Regions from separate parts of the Mus musculus genome. Here region 2 is linked to region 1. The links are chromatin contacts, called in public Hi-C maps. All regions are on one chromosome and are shown on one strand. The core of a region is the stretch at or near the end of the contact, and the rest is flanking DNA. Distances in the headings are between cores, read along the strand shown. Region 1 has its middle 92 kb from the start of Gm23950. Region 2 has its middle 170 kb from the start of Pappa.

Region 1 (7,023 bases), core at 2,946-5,445:
TTCACTCACTTAAGATCTGGTGCTCTATTGCTTTGCCAATTTTACTTCTTCCTTGTCCCTTAGCATGTGCCACACTGTAGTACTTTTTATTAGCTCTGTGCTTGGTTTTTGAGATATCTCAATTTTGTATCATAAAAACATAAGCAGGATTTAAAGTGCTTGTAATGAGAGATGCACCATAATAAATAATAACTGTATACTATTATCCTTTATTCTCTTAGCAACAAAAGTAAGCTCAGAGTTAAAGTATGTGTTCTTCAAAAGGACACGATGATACTAAGATCAAGCATTGGTCTATTGACCAAATATAGGTCTATTTAACCCCTGGTGTTTCTTCCTCTCATTCTATACCATTCCTAAATCTCCCATTCTTTCCATTCTCCTCAATCTTTCTCTATGTCTCAAACTGTCATCATACCTCATTTTCTAGGAGGAAACCTGTTGGACTCTGTGTTAGAAGATAGGTCTGAAAGGGCTGTGCATTCAAAGCTAAAGTTTATCCATGTCCCATTTACTCATTCTACAATGATTGAACTGAGTTGCTGTTCTCTGTAGGGCATTCTCAATTCTACTGTATGCCATATAGCAAATGTTTGAAGATTTGCTTCATCAAAAGTGTTGTTTGATAAAATGATTTCTCAAAATTAAGCATATGTGTAATTTTGAGTCTGAGTTGGCAGCTCATGGTCAACACATAGAGATCATATGCATGGCATGTGAGCTGACATGAAGTCAGGAAAGTGTTTTACAGATGCATTGCCATAAGATATTTATTCTTTTGTGTTTTCTGCCTTCAAGGAGTGCATGTAATGGCATATGTGCACATGGGTGCATGTGTATGTAGAAGATGAAAATTCATATTCTCAATCCACCTTTATCTTTCTCTTTGCCCACTGAGGCAGGATTTCTCAAGCAAATGCAGATCCTGCCAAATAGTTGGTGTATCTAACTGGCTCGTAGCAGGATTTTCCCTGTCCCTGTCATTCTAAGCTAGATTTATAAATGGGTCGTTATGCCCACCCAGAATAGGTCCTCAGAATCTGAACTCTAGTCTTCACACTTATGATGCAAGTCTTCTAACAACTGAGCCATATCCCCGCACAACCTCTGTTCTTAAATATATTCATGGCCAGTAGTGTGTTTTGAAGATCTCAGTGTTCTTTTCCAAAAGCCTGACATACAATGGTTAAATCTATTTTTACAAATTACCATTTATTTAGTTGACCTGACACTTAGCAAATGAACCAAAAAAATCCTGAAATCTATTACTTAGTTTATTCTTGGCAGGAAGGACTTTAGAGACCAATGAATATAACCCTCTCTCCAGCCACTGTACACATCAGTGTACTGATGTGAAGCCTGTAACCCACTGAGGAAAGTAACTATCTTCTCCCTTTCTCAGCATCCTGAACAATGCCCCACCTACAGAGTAACTCTTATATCAGTAAGGGAATTGATTTACAAATGAAGCAAGGTTTTTCAAGCTACTGTCAGTGTCTAGGAGAGTGCCTGGTCAACAAGAATTGTTTAGATGTTTGTTTAATCAAAGGAAAAGTGAATATATCTTTTTGAGAAATGAAATGGAAAATTCTTACATTACAATCTGTTGTCTACTGTGTTGCAAGTTGATATTCACCCTGGAATGTTATTGGCTACTTAAGTATGTGTTCAGATTCTATATCAATGTCTACAAGAAACCATATTACTATATTGTCTGGAAACATATAGTTAGGGTTGGTTAGCCCGTACATGATCAATAACCTTCTTGATTCTTCGAACATGGAAAAACTTAAAATGATACTTGGAAGATGACTTCTGAGGAGGCGTCTGGTTAAGAAATATTTTGTGTGGTCTGATAATGTATTTATTTATGAGACTAAATGTTTATCTAAGCCTCCAGGACATCACTGGCTTCATTTCGGTATCTGTGTGCAGTTGTGTTTTTCCATGGTCGCAACAACTCCATCCTTCTGGGGTCCAGCTGGGCTACAAAGTAATAAACAGACATAAAATTTGGATCATTCTATGACAAGAAGTGGGAGCAACCCAAAGCCTTTAAGAAATCTTTCTTTCAGTAGTGACTGCACCAGCAAACAGCTAGTTCAAGTAGGGTTCAAGTAAGCACACTGACTTTGTGAAAGCAATTAATGGCCTGTGTAGAACAAATCTGTTTATATTTATGTGCTGGACATTTGAGATATAGCTGTTTTTCGTGAAGTTTCCTCTTTGAAAGCATTTGACATTGCGTTACTTTGACAACTTTTATAACTAACTCAGAGTCTGAGAAATCCTCCCCTCTGTCTCCATAGTGTATTCCTTTGCCAGTTAAGAAGTAAGCAGGTTCTACGTGAAATCAATGAGCACACTTCATTCAGAATCACGGAGTCAATGATTTCAGAATCAGTATCTAAAACTTCTTATTGGATACTCCATCCAAGGCTCATAACCTCTCGCTGCTTACGAGATTTTCTTGCACAAAGAATTCCACATAGTCATGATGAATCACTCTGCAAAGACACTTCAATATCACATGACATACTACTTCTTTGCCAATTTATTTATATTTATGAACATTAAATAAATGAATTCATACTGAAGGGTAAAACCAAGTACAAAAGGCTTATATTCAGCCTTGAAAAAAAATGAAACAGTAATGGCAATAGTAAATATTGCTCCCTGACATAGAAGAGGGTGATGCAGTGTTTCAACTGTTGACAGGAATGACAGCCATTCTTGAAGGGGGAAGAGGAAAAGGATACAGAGCTGAGCAGGCTTTCTGGGAAAGGTGACACTTGAGCTTGGCCAGAGAGTGCATGCAAGACTACTCAGGGACACAGGTGAAAGAACAGAAAGTTCGAGGAAAGCAGGGACTCCCCCAGCTCACCCTAGCTTCATTCTTCATGAGCTTCCAATCTCATAGTCCAAAGCATCACCCTCCCCCTTCAGAACCAGCAGCCACATTGACCACAGCCCCCCCCCCCCCAGGTATTATTTAAAGTGCTTTGAGCTCACTAGGTTCTCTGCAAAAAGATTATGGAGGTAGATAGTGTCTCAATTTCTGTGGAGCTGGAAACAAGATCATAGGTATGCACTTGATCCATACATAGGTCTAATATGCCAAGTCTAGTTAGTGGCTCAAGTTGACTACAGCTTTTGTCAAATGATTTAAAAGTTCCAAAAAGCAACAGGGCCAAGAAAGTAAGGGGTTAGTCTGGAGGACTATGCACACGCACCATAATATGCTTGATGAAACAGATCCTTTGTCTGCTAGCATCTGAGTCCAGAGGAAAAGGGTGTGTGTGTGTGTGTGTGTGTGTGTGTGTGTGTGTGTGTGTGTAGTTTCATATGCCAAGAATTCACATTATTTATATTACACAGTGTTATTTGCCTCCATTCTCTCTGCACATGTTCTCAAGATACTGATAAACAATGGCCTATTCTCTCCATTTTGTGAATGAAACACTAAATTTTATGTAGTCTGGTACTTATTTGCATTAAAGGAACCACACACATCGAGTTATGCTCACTAAGATAGGATATCGATATAAACATTGAGTGGATGCTGTCTGACACTGAGAATACTGGCAGTGTGTGGTAGTTTTGGGGACCAGATTAGACACAGGAGGAAAATCTCTGTGAACAGTCAGGGGAAGCAATGTTGTTGGTTATTACATAGCAATTTGCTGGGCACATCCTCAGCATGACTGAATAGCCCCTTTACCCTGAGGCCCACTCTCTTTGTTTATTAAATTAATGATGAATAAAAGCTTCAGTCTTTGTCTATCAGCCTAGGGGATTCATTAGTTATAAAATGAATGTGCTCACCTCAAGTTTTGTTTTCATTGTATTCATTACGTGTCTTCTGAACCCTAGCTTCACTGGAATGTGATTTGTATCCCTGCAAGATCCCTTAAAGCCTTCTACTTTGCTGGGAGCAGGCAGTTCAGAAACAAAACAAAAATAAGGAGAGAGGGAAAAAAAGGAAAGAAAAAAAAACCTTGGAAGTCTATTTCCCTCCCCCCCCCCTTCTTTTTCCTTTCTTTCCAACCCCTCCTCTAGAGAACACCAGAGAAATAAAAATAAAACTGTAATTAAGAAAAGGACTAAGAATAAATTCCACGCATTTAACCAGAGTTCCATCTCTGAACCCAGGAGGATTGGTGCATAGCTGTGGTTGTGCGAGAGGAAGCGTGCAGGGAACTCATGCTGTGCTTTCAACACAGATACAGCTCATGAGGAATAGTTTATCACTTAAACCATCTCCTTAATTCTGCAGAGTAAAGTCAAGACCTCAGAGAAGTCTCAGATACCACCACTGTGGCCACTGGGGTCTCCCATTTCTGGAGTCCCTCTGGCCCAAATAGCTCAGAGCAAATCACAAACATTTATGGACGGAACCCCATGACCCACCCCACCCCCCAAGTGAATATTTTAATATCCCATTCGGCAAAGGGCAGAATGGTAACACAGAGAAGTTCAAGGCTCTTGGCTGCTTGCCATGCAGAGAAAAGTGAGTAGTGGCTGGATTCTGAAAGCAACGAATGGCCAGGTGTGTGGTGGATTATTCCAGCCATGTGCTGAAGAGTGCTGGGCTGTAAGTCAGAAGACCTGGTTTCTGACCCTGGCTCTGTCACTTACTCTCTGGGGAATTTCTTCTCTCTGTGCCTTAATGTCTTCCCCTATAAAACAAAAACCCAACTAGAAGACTGTAAATTCTCTTTTACCTCCAAAAGAGATGAAGGTCTATGTCCAGGAATCCAGGAGACTGGGCAGACTTCTTTATCCTAACTCCTAAGCATGGCATATGCCATCTTTCATAATGAAGCCCTTTGTAACTGAGAAAAGTTGTCTTTTCATTCATTGGGTCTTCCTCCAGGTTCTCTTCTCAAATTCTTTCCAGCTCCACTTTGGAGAACACTTAGTAAATATCTACTAAATTAGTAGAAGTTGTACAGCTGAGTCCTTAGTTCATCTCTGCCTTCCCCTGACCGGAGGGGTCTTGAGGGGCAGAGTTAGGAAAGATTTGGGACACTTTATATACTTGGATAGATTTTAAACTGTAAACAGCTATCAACATGTGGCTTTTCTATGTCATCTACTTTAATTTTTGACAATACCCTTCCAGTTTGGTCTTGATGTACCACACTAATTCTAAGCACTATAATTCTTAGCAACTTATTATCCATCACCTACCATTTGCTAAAGATAATAACAGGATCTAGAGTTACAAAGATGCTTAAGATTTAATTCTTTTCCCGAGGGGCATTCTGTGTCATGGGGAATCAGGCAAGGAGGAAGGTAACTGTAACACATTGCTGTTACTGCAATGAAAGATGATAGATGGGGCTGAGAAGATAGTTTAGTTTGGAGAGTGTTTGTCAAGCATTCATAAGACCATGGTTTAGTCTCTTGCACAGAATCTACCTAGTGTGGCAGTACACATCTGTAATCCCAACACCAGGAACATGGAGGCAGGACAACCAGGATTTAGGATACCTAAAATTCAAAGATGGACTGGACTTCAGGAGCCTCTGTCTCAAATCAAACAAGACAAATAAGTATAGGAAACTAAAAATTTTCAGAAACGAAGTGAAGTTATGCATAATGATTTTTAGTTTGGTGAGATTTTACAGCACTGAACTGGAAGATGCTAAAATAGTTAACATGTATGTATGCAGAGGGGTAGCCTTTTTGATAAAAAAAATAAACTAGATGGTATTTTAGAGAGAATGCAATTGAAGTGGGCACTGTTTCCAAACTAAATGACATCAAGGTGTAGGTCACATTAAAGAAAAGTAGGTCACCTCACACTACCCCATGGCGTCATCTATAAGAATATTTCCACTCTTTCCTGGCTTGGGTTTCTTAGATGTAAAAGTGATGGTTAGATGAGACAATCATGGTTCTTCCTTCCAAGCTTGAGTATCCTGTAGGACCATGAAATAGAGTATGTACTCTTCTTCCTCTCACAGCATTTACTGCCGGGCTGGGCCCAGGATTGCGGGTAGAGAGAGGGAAGAGACAGGTTTGTTTTCTATGCTCGATCTCTGGACTTTGGAGAAAGATGAAATTCAGAAGCTTTGAAAAAGGAGAAATAGAATGAGATTTTCTGTTAATACCACTATGTCTCTTGTAGAAATAGACAATGACTTGATACTAGAAATCAGAAGGATGAAGCTGAAGCTCTAACTTTGTTTGTTTGTTTGTTTGTTTCTATGTTGTTTGTTTTGAGACCGGATCTTACCAATTTGTTCCGTCTGTTCTAAGCCTTGCAGTCAATCATCCAGCATCAGCTTCTGCAGTACTTGAGATTTCAGGTGTGTGCCCAAGTGTGTCTGTCTCTAAGATTTGACATGTTAAATGAGAAGCTTGTGGACTCATAGTGTTTCATTTGATTTCTGGAGGCTCTGTTTTCTTCTAAAAAATGGAATACATAACCTGTTCTCTGTTACTGAGCTATCCGGAATATGAAGCAAAGGTCATACTTGGCAAAATAGAAGAGTCTATACAAAGTTCACTGTTGACATCATCATTATGTCTTATGTCTTAACCAAATGGATACATATAGGCATGCATGATAGACAATAGTTGGTATCAGGAATCAACAAATCAACTGAAATACTGTGTGCTCTGTCAGCAGCTGTGGGAATCTACTCTGAATTCACTGTCCTCTTTGAAAGAACAAGGAGCAAAAGCCAGGTAGGATGGCGGGCTTCTGAAAGCACAACTATATATCTCCAAAGCATACTAACCATTTCCAACTCACACCAGAGCAAAGAGGATCTTGTCTGTAGAAGGGCATTTGCTGGGGAATTTAAGGAAGGTAACCAAGGCTCCAGAGTCCACGGTGAAAGTTTAAGAAGAATTTATACAAGTATATGATTTCCCAAATCTAGGATTTATGTGCAGATTTATGTCTGTGGACATAGAAAGTATTTTTTTGGTTGTTTTTTTTTTGTTTTTGTTTTTCACATGGCAAAAGCTAAATCAAATGAAAGCTAGAATCTCATCACCATCTAGTGG
Region 2 (7,023 bases), core at 2,882-5,381, 420 kb before region 1:
AAAATATACATATATATGTATATATATATGTGTATATATATATATATATATATATTTATTTACATGCATACACACACACACACACACACACACACACACCCTCTTAAGCTGTTGTCTTAGGCACCTGATCACAAGATGAGAAAGAGAACTAATACAGATGATGTTCCAAAGAATTGTTGAGCAAACAGCTAGACAGAGATGGATAAATGGGATGGCTAAATGGCTAAGTGTTTAATGTCATCTCAAAGCATCCAGATATAAGATAACAACAACAGTATTGTTCATATAGGGAGGGTAAATTTATAATCTCTACTAGACTGGAATAAAATTGAGAGGTATAAATTTGTAGTATCTAAATTTAGCGTCATAAATAGAGACACGTTCTTGATAACCTTTTTTTGTATAAAAATATTTGTTAAAAAAGCAACCTGGTTAAATTGAAGGGAAAGAGTAGCTAAAAAACACGTTTGAACTCAAATATTTGCAGATTTTAATGTGCAAAGAAATAAGGTTGATGTTTTTTGTGCTTGGCATGAAGTTGTTTTGAGTTTTGTAGTTATCTAGTCCCATTTTCTTATTCTACAGTCTACCAAGAAGAGGCAGATTCAGGTGTTAACTGTTCTCAATTTCTGGAGTATAATGCAGACTTTGAGAAAGGCAAAAGCAATTAAGGCTAAACACCATACTGAGGAGAACAGCAACAGCAACTAACTGCGCAAATTTGTTACAGATGTGCATGCATACGCATATAGTGGCCAAGGAAGCCAATATAATAGCTAAATACAAATTTACTATTAAAATTATTACCTCTTTTTCAGATAAAATATATACAGAATTAAAAACAACAACAACAACAACAACAACACACACACACACATACACACACACACACACACACACACACACATATATATATATATAAATTTTGGAAATAGTGTATAGCATAGAATGACTATACAGGCCTATCAGTGTGAAGAAACATCTGTCAAATGATAAACATCCATTTTTAATATTGCATGTTTCCTTTAATTATATTAATGGTGAGTTTGCTTTCAGAAGTATCTTAGTGAACATGAAATGTTGTGCTAGCTTCTTTTAAAGCCACATCACCACTCTTCTGACTAGGGTTAGGTTACATTGTAAGGCCACAACTTAGAATTATTTATGATCCCTGTGTTTACCGAACATTCATGTAATATAGCGAATAGATGACCCCTTCCACACAATTCCAACACTAATCTTCCATTGAAAGAATTGTCGATGATGAGGGGGCTCTGCAGTGAGTGCTGCACTAGATGCTGGTTGTGCTGTTCATGCTGGCTGTTCATAAATAACTCACTGTGTGGACTCTGATCATCAGATAATAGGATACTTTCCTAGATTTCTACTTCTTAATCTAGCATTGAAGAGAGATGAGTAATAGTTTTGTATTACTGAGTTTTATCTGAAAATTGCATACTTTTCCTTGTATTTGCACACAAATGATGAGCTCAGTGAGATAGGATGTGCCTAGTCCTGGAGTAACTGATGTGTGGTGGAGTGGGAGGTGATACCTAAGGGATGCCCTCCTTTCTCAGATGAGAAGAAGAGGTGGGAGATGGGCAGAAACTGCAAGAGGAACATACTGGGAGGAAAGAGGCACTAATACTGGTATGTAAAGTGAATGAATAATTTATAAAAAATAGAAGTTTATCTTGCTTCAATTCACATGGATGACATAGAATCCAATGTGTACATACTTGGATACTAATTTTTAAGCTGTATACTGTTTAAAGAATTAATAATATGCTCTATATCAAAAATCAAGAACTGTCTAAAATCCTTCTAAAACTCTAACCCTCAGGACACTTTCATTCCCTCATAATTCTATAGGTTAGCCATATTGGGGGAAATGTATTTTTTCTGATAGTTCACTTTGGGGTCACTTGCTGTGGTCACACTTAATTGACTGTTCATTCAGACCTACAGCATCTTGGAAAGTCTTATTATCAGGTCTGATAGCTGTAGACTACTACAACTGAAGATATATACAGAAGAGCAAGTATTAAGATATGTGGCTTAAGTTCCAATTTCCAATGAAATACAGACACAGGCAATTACTGAGGGTTAGAACAGCAAGAGATGCCTGTGAGAAAGGCATAGTTTGTGCTAGATTTTGATTGATGATAATCCTTCTCATCTGTTTGCTGACTTCCAAGGCATTTTTATGTTTAAAATATCAATCTAGTTCCCAACAATCTGTGAGGTTGGGAGGTTGGGGCATATTATTGATTACTGCCACAGTCATGAAGACAGCTGGTGCTTGTGAAGGGTTACACGCATGTGCCTGTCTATGGGATCATTTGTGCTTTGTACCAGCACTCACACACACACACACACACACACACACACACACACACACACACACACTGCTTCCTTATGTGATTTTTAACATGGTGCTTTCAACAGTGCAAGATATATGTGTCTTCTAAGTGTCAAGTCTAGCTACTTCTTGATAAGGCAGAAACGAATCAGGATGATTCATGATTTAGGGGAACTTACAGTGTCACTTCTGACCTTAGCTAGAAAAACATGTGTGTGTGTGTGTACTATATATAAATTCATTTTTGTTACATATTATGTATATATATTCTTATATGTATAAACATATATATATATATATATTCCTATATGTATAAACTATATATATCCTAAGTATAATCTGTTCAGTCTGTATAACAATATTTATAAGTATGGATTCAGAGGTATTTCCCCATGGACAAACAGTTGGTGCTTTCTAATTGATGGAATGGTCACCTATTCCATTCCCAGCTTTCTTTACTTTTATAATTCTTTGTGTAGGTTGAAAGCCTCTTGGGTTTTTCTCCATCCAATTTGCCATATTCATTGTTATTATCCTGTACAGCCCATATTTGACCATGAATAATTTAGCAGTAACCAAGAGATCTGTAATTGAACTTAAGATCTTCTCAAAAGAAGGGAACCACACTTGGTACTGGCAACCTAGCTAACTCTTCAGTGCTAGTGAAGTAATGGATATTGGAGGAGAATCCACAACCCATAATATACTAACCCAGTAAAACCACTAACAATGATCTATAAACCTGTATCCTATGGTTTGTTCAGTTGTCAACTTGACACAATCTAGTTTCATCAGGAAAGAGAGCCTTAGAGAGGGATTTTCTACATCAAATTGGCCTGTGGGCATGTGTGGGGAAAATTATCAAAATTGTGTTAACTGAGGTGGGAATATCAACTGTGGGCAGCACAACTCCCTATGTCGGGGAACCTGGACTGTATGAGTGAAGGAAGCAAAATGAGTGCTATTAGATATACACTCATTGTCTCTCTCCTTTCAACTGTGGGTGCTATATGATTGGCTGCTTAAAACCCCTGTCCCCCTTTAATTGTCTTTTTTTTTCAATGATTGACTGAAATCTGTAATTGTGATCCAAGTAAGCCACTTTCCCTTAAGTTGCTTTGGTAAAGGTATTTTATAACAGTAATTAATAATGAAAATATGGCATATGATGTGACCAATCATTGTAATGTGGTTTTGCCACATCTCTGATTCATAACTCAAATTTCAAACTGGCAACCCTTGATTTTGAACTTGGACAGGTTGAGAGTTTATTTAGTCAATGAACACCAGCATGTGTGACAGCAGAACAAGGACTAAGAGTGTTCATACGCCATGGCTTACTTTGTCTCTGTTAGAACACTGATGCTGTACTGCAGTGAAGTTCAAGCTGATTGGTGGAATGTATCCAAGCTTAAAAAAAAAGCATGAGTACAGGAGGTGGAGGAAAAAAGTATCTCCTAATGTTTTGCTGCCTTGTGTAATTTCTCACTTGGAAATTTCAACAGTCCAGAATATATGTGTTACATGTTCATTAAGTTTCAAGTCCAGCTCATTCTTGGTAAGATATAAATGAATCAGAACATTGCATGATTTAGGGGAACTCATATTCTCACTCCTGACTTTGGCTAGACAAGTAACCTCAAACAGTTTGAGGCCATTTAAAATGATGTGTCCAGACTGGAAATGTGAGGACTCAGTCATGACCTTTGAACATCTGTACTACCCTGAATCACAATTTTGTCACTTCTCATAATTCTGCAGTCCTTGTAGACACTGTAAAGCATGAGTCAAACTTCCTTAATTGTAACTGCTGAACCACATGTCTAAAGCACCTTGCAGATAGAGCTAAAGATTCACTCTGCATTCCTAGCCCATGATGCAGGTTTCTGGTGATTATCTAATGCTTGCTGAATACATGAAAATACAAAGTGATAAATGTATCACAATGACACTAAGTCTTTTTTTTTCAATTTATGTTTCTATTCCTGGACTTTTGTTACTTCAATTATAACCTGTTATGGACAGGTTTTTTTTTAAACAAATATGAAGGAACTACTTTATTAGTTATAGTGGTATAAAGACTAGAAACTTCTTTCACTGAGGCCAGACCAAGAAGTCCTCTGCTATATATGTGCCAGAGGCCTCATAACAGCTGGTGTGTGCTGCCTGAGATCTCGTGGCTCAGAGTCCAAGAGATCTCAGGGTTCCAGACTAGTTGAAGATGCTGGTCTTCTTATGGGGTTGCTCTCCTCTTCAACTTCATCTAGCTTTTTCCCTAATTCAACCACAAGGGTCCCCAGCTTCTGCCCATTGGTTGGGTGTAAGTATCTACATTTCTTTTAGTTGCTTGTTGAGCCTCTCAGAAGGTAGCCATGCTCAGCTCCTGTCTATAATATAAGCACCTCATATCAGTAACAGTGTCAGGCCCTAGGGTCTCCCCCTGAGCTGGATCCCAATCCGGATCTGCCACTAGATCTCCTCTCCCTTGGACTCTTCTTCATTTTTGTCAGTGCAATTCCCCTAGACAAGAAGACACACCTAACTTTTAAGAGATTTGAGGCCCCAGGGAGTGAGTGGGGAGACCTGGTGGGGTGGGGGTGGGGACATCCTCTTGGAGACAGGGAGGAGATATGGGATGGGGAGAGGTCAGAGGGTGTGTGGCTGCTGGACTGTTAAAGAAGATTATGTGAGGTAACCCAGTCACAAAAGAACATACATGGTATGCACTCACTGATAAGTGGATATTAGCCCAAAAGGTCCGAATACCCAAGATACAATTCACAGACCACATGAAGCTCAAGAAGAAGGAACACCAAAGTGTGGGTGCTTCGGTCCTTCTTAGAAAGGGGAACAAAATATTCATGGGAGCAAATATGGAAACAAAGTGCAGAGGAGACTGAAGGAAAGACCATTCAGAGGCTGTATCAACCTGAGGATTCATCCCAAATACAATCACCAAACTCTGACACTATTGTGGATGCTAAGACATGCTTGCTGAAAGGAGACTGATATAGCTGTTTCCTGAGAGGTCCTGCCAGAGCCTTACAAATACAGAGTCATATGCTCGCAGCCAACCATTGCACTGAGTGCAGGGTCCCCAATGGTGGAGTTAGAGAAAGGACTGCAGAAGCTGAAGGGGTTTGCAACCACATAGGAAGAACACCACCAACCAACCAGACCCTCCAGAGCTCCCAGGTACTAAGCCAGCCAAGGAGTATACATGGCTTCAGCTGCATATATAGCAGAGGATGGCCTTGTCAGGCATCAATGGGAGGAGAGGTCCTTGTTCTTATGAAGCCTTGATAGATGCCCCAGTGTAGTGGAATCGAAGTCTGGGAGGCAGGAGTGGGTGGGTGGGTAGAAGAACACCCTTATAGAAGCAGAGAAGAGGGGATGGGATAGGGGGGTTTTTTGGAGGAGGGAAACCAGATAAGGAGATTCATTGAAATGTAAATAAATAAATAAAAATAATTAGAAATAATAGAATAGAAGCTTCAAAGATCTCTAGGTCTTCATATTACAGATAGGCAAAAATGAGCAGTTTGCTTCAAATAATGTGTAAAAATAAAGAACTTTTATCTTTATCATTTGTAAGGTTAGTATTCTCACATTCTCAACTATTTTGATATTCTGACTGCTCTTTCTCTTGTGGGATTTAAGAAGATATTTGTGTGTGTGCGTGTGTGAGCATATTTGTCTATCTATGTCTGTAGAGCATGGTGGCCTTTCTGCCCTTCGATTAAGATCCATGCTTTGTTCAGCAGTAGGGGGAAACTTGTTCCATGTATCATATCACTAGAAGCCATTTATTTTAAAAAGTTGCATTTTATGTCCTATGAAACATCCATCCAAAATACTTAAAACTATGTCCTTCAACTTTATTTGTTATGAATATAAATCTACTTTGAAATACAAGCTAGTAACACAAAGTTAGACAGTAAATGGATTGTAGGTTTTAGTTCAGGCTTCCATCATTTTTTTTTTTTAACCGTGGCAAGCTCTTGAATTTTATTGTAATATTTTCACAATGATAGAACATTTCACAATTGACAGAGAAAGAACTGTGCTTATTTTGTTAAGACAAATTAAATGAGGAAATATAAATTCAAAATGCTGAATTCACAGAAGTAACATATAAGATATGACAAGCTATGATGTTTGACTACAGAATCTAAGTCCCGTTATTTCAGTTCACAAATTGTAAACCCAACTTCTATTTTCTTTAAGGAAAATATTTTGCATTTTATGAAGGTGGTCCATTTATAATGGCACAAAAACACTCTTAGTCTTTACCATGAAAGGAAGACCTTTTCCCCCAAAATCATCAGCTGGTAGTTTGTTACAAAGAAGCAAGCAAACTGTGGACCCACAGCTTCTTTGTTCAGGATGGTGTCAATTAGAAGCCTTTACTTTCATCTATTCCTGTTTAAAGTCAATGACACAAAAGCCAGAGTGCTACCACTTCCTTAGACTCTCCACATAATCCAGGCATCATAGAAGAGCTCAAAAGACTTCTTCTTTTTTTTTGTTTTTCTAAGAAAAGTCCATTTTATTTCAATTGCTAATTGTATATTCAATATTTACTTAAGATTATAGTTCAAATAATTCTACTTAATCTAACTTTTCTTTTACAAATGAAACAATTGATACCTTGAGATTTC

The links. A called contact is a pair of places that touch in the nucleus more often than the background predicts.
Region 2: a Hi-C map of adipose-derived mesenchymal stem cells shows a contact between it and region 1, with 4 times the contacts expected there. The contact joins two enhancer-like sites. A contact is called at or near these places in 4 of 484 Hi-C or Micro-C datasets (3T3-L1-derived adipocytes, adipose-derived mesenchymal stem cells, embryonic fibroblasts and 1 more) and 1 of 115 datasets of contacts at active chromatin or transcription factors (embryonic fibroblasts).

Annotation. Positions count from the first base shown.
Region 1 is chr4:64,533,248-64,540,270 of GRCm38.p6, reverse strand. No RefSeq gene overlaps it. Among named protein-coding and RNA genes, the nearest start is that of Gm23950, 92 kb to the right of the region's middle. Within about 2 kb of position 4,195, at least 15 of the 459 cell types and tissues checked have an H3K27ac peak or open chromatin away from gene starts, as enhancers often do. A contact at or near this core is called in adipose-derived mesenchymal stem cells, where this site is marked.
Region 2 is chr4:64,949,944-64,956,966 of GRCm38.p6, reverse strand. No RefSeq gene overlaps it. Among named protein-coding and RNA genes, the nearest start is that of Pappa, 170 kb to the left of the region's middle. Within about 2 kb of position 4,131, at least 7 of the 459 cell types and tissues checked have an H3K27ac peak or open chromatin away from gene starts, as enhancers often do. A contact at or near this core is called in adipose-derived mesenchymal stem cells, where this site is marked.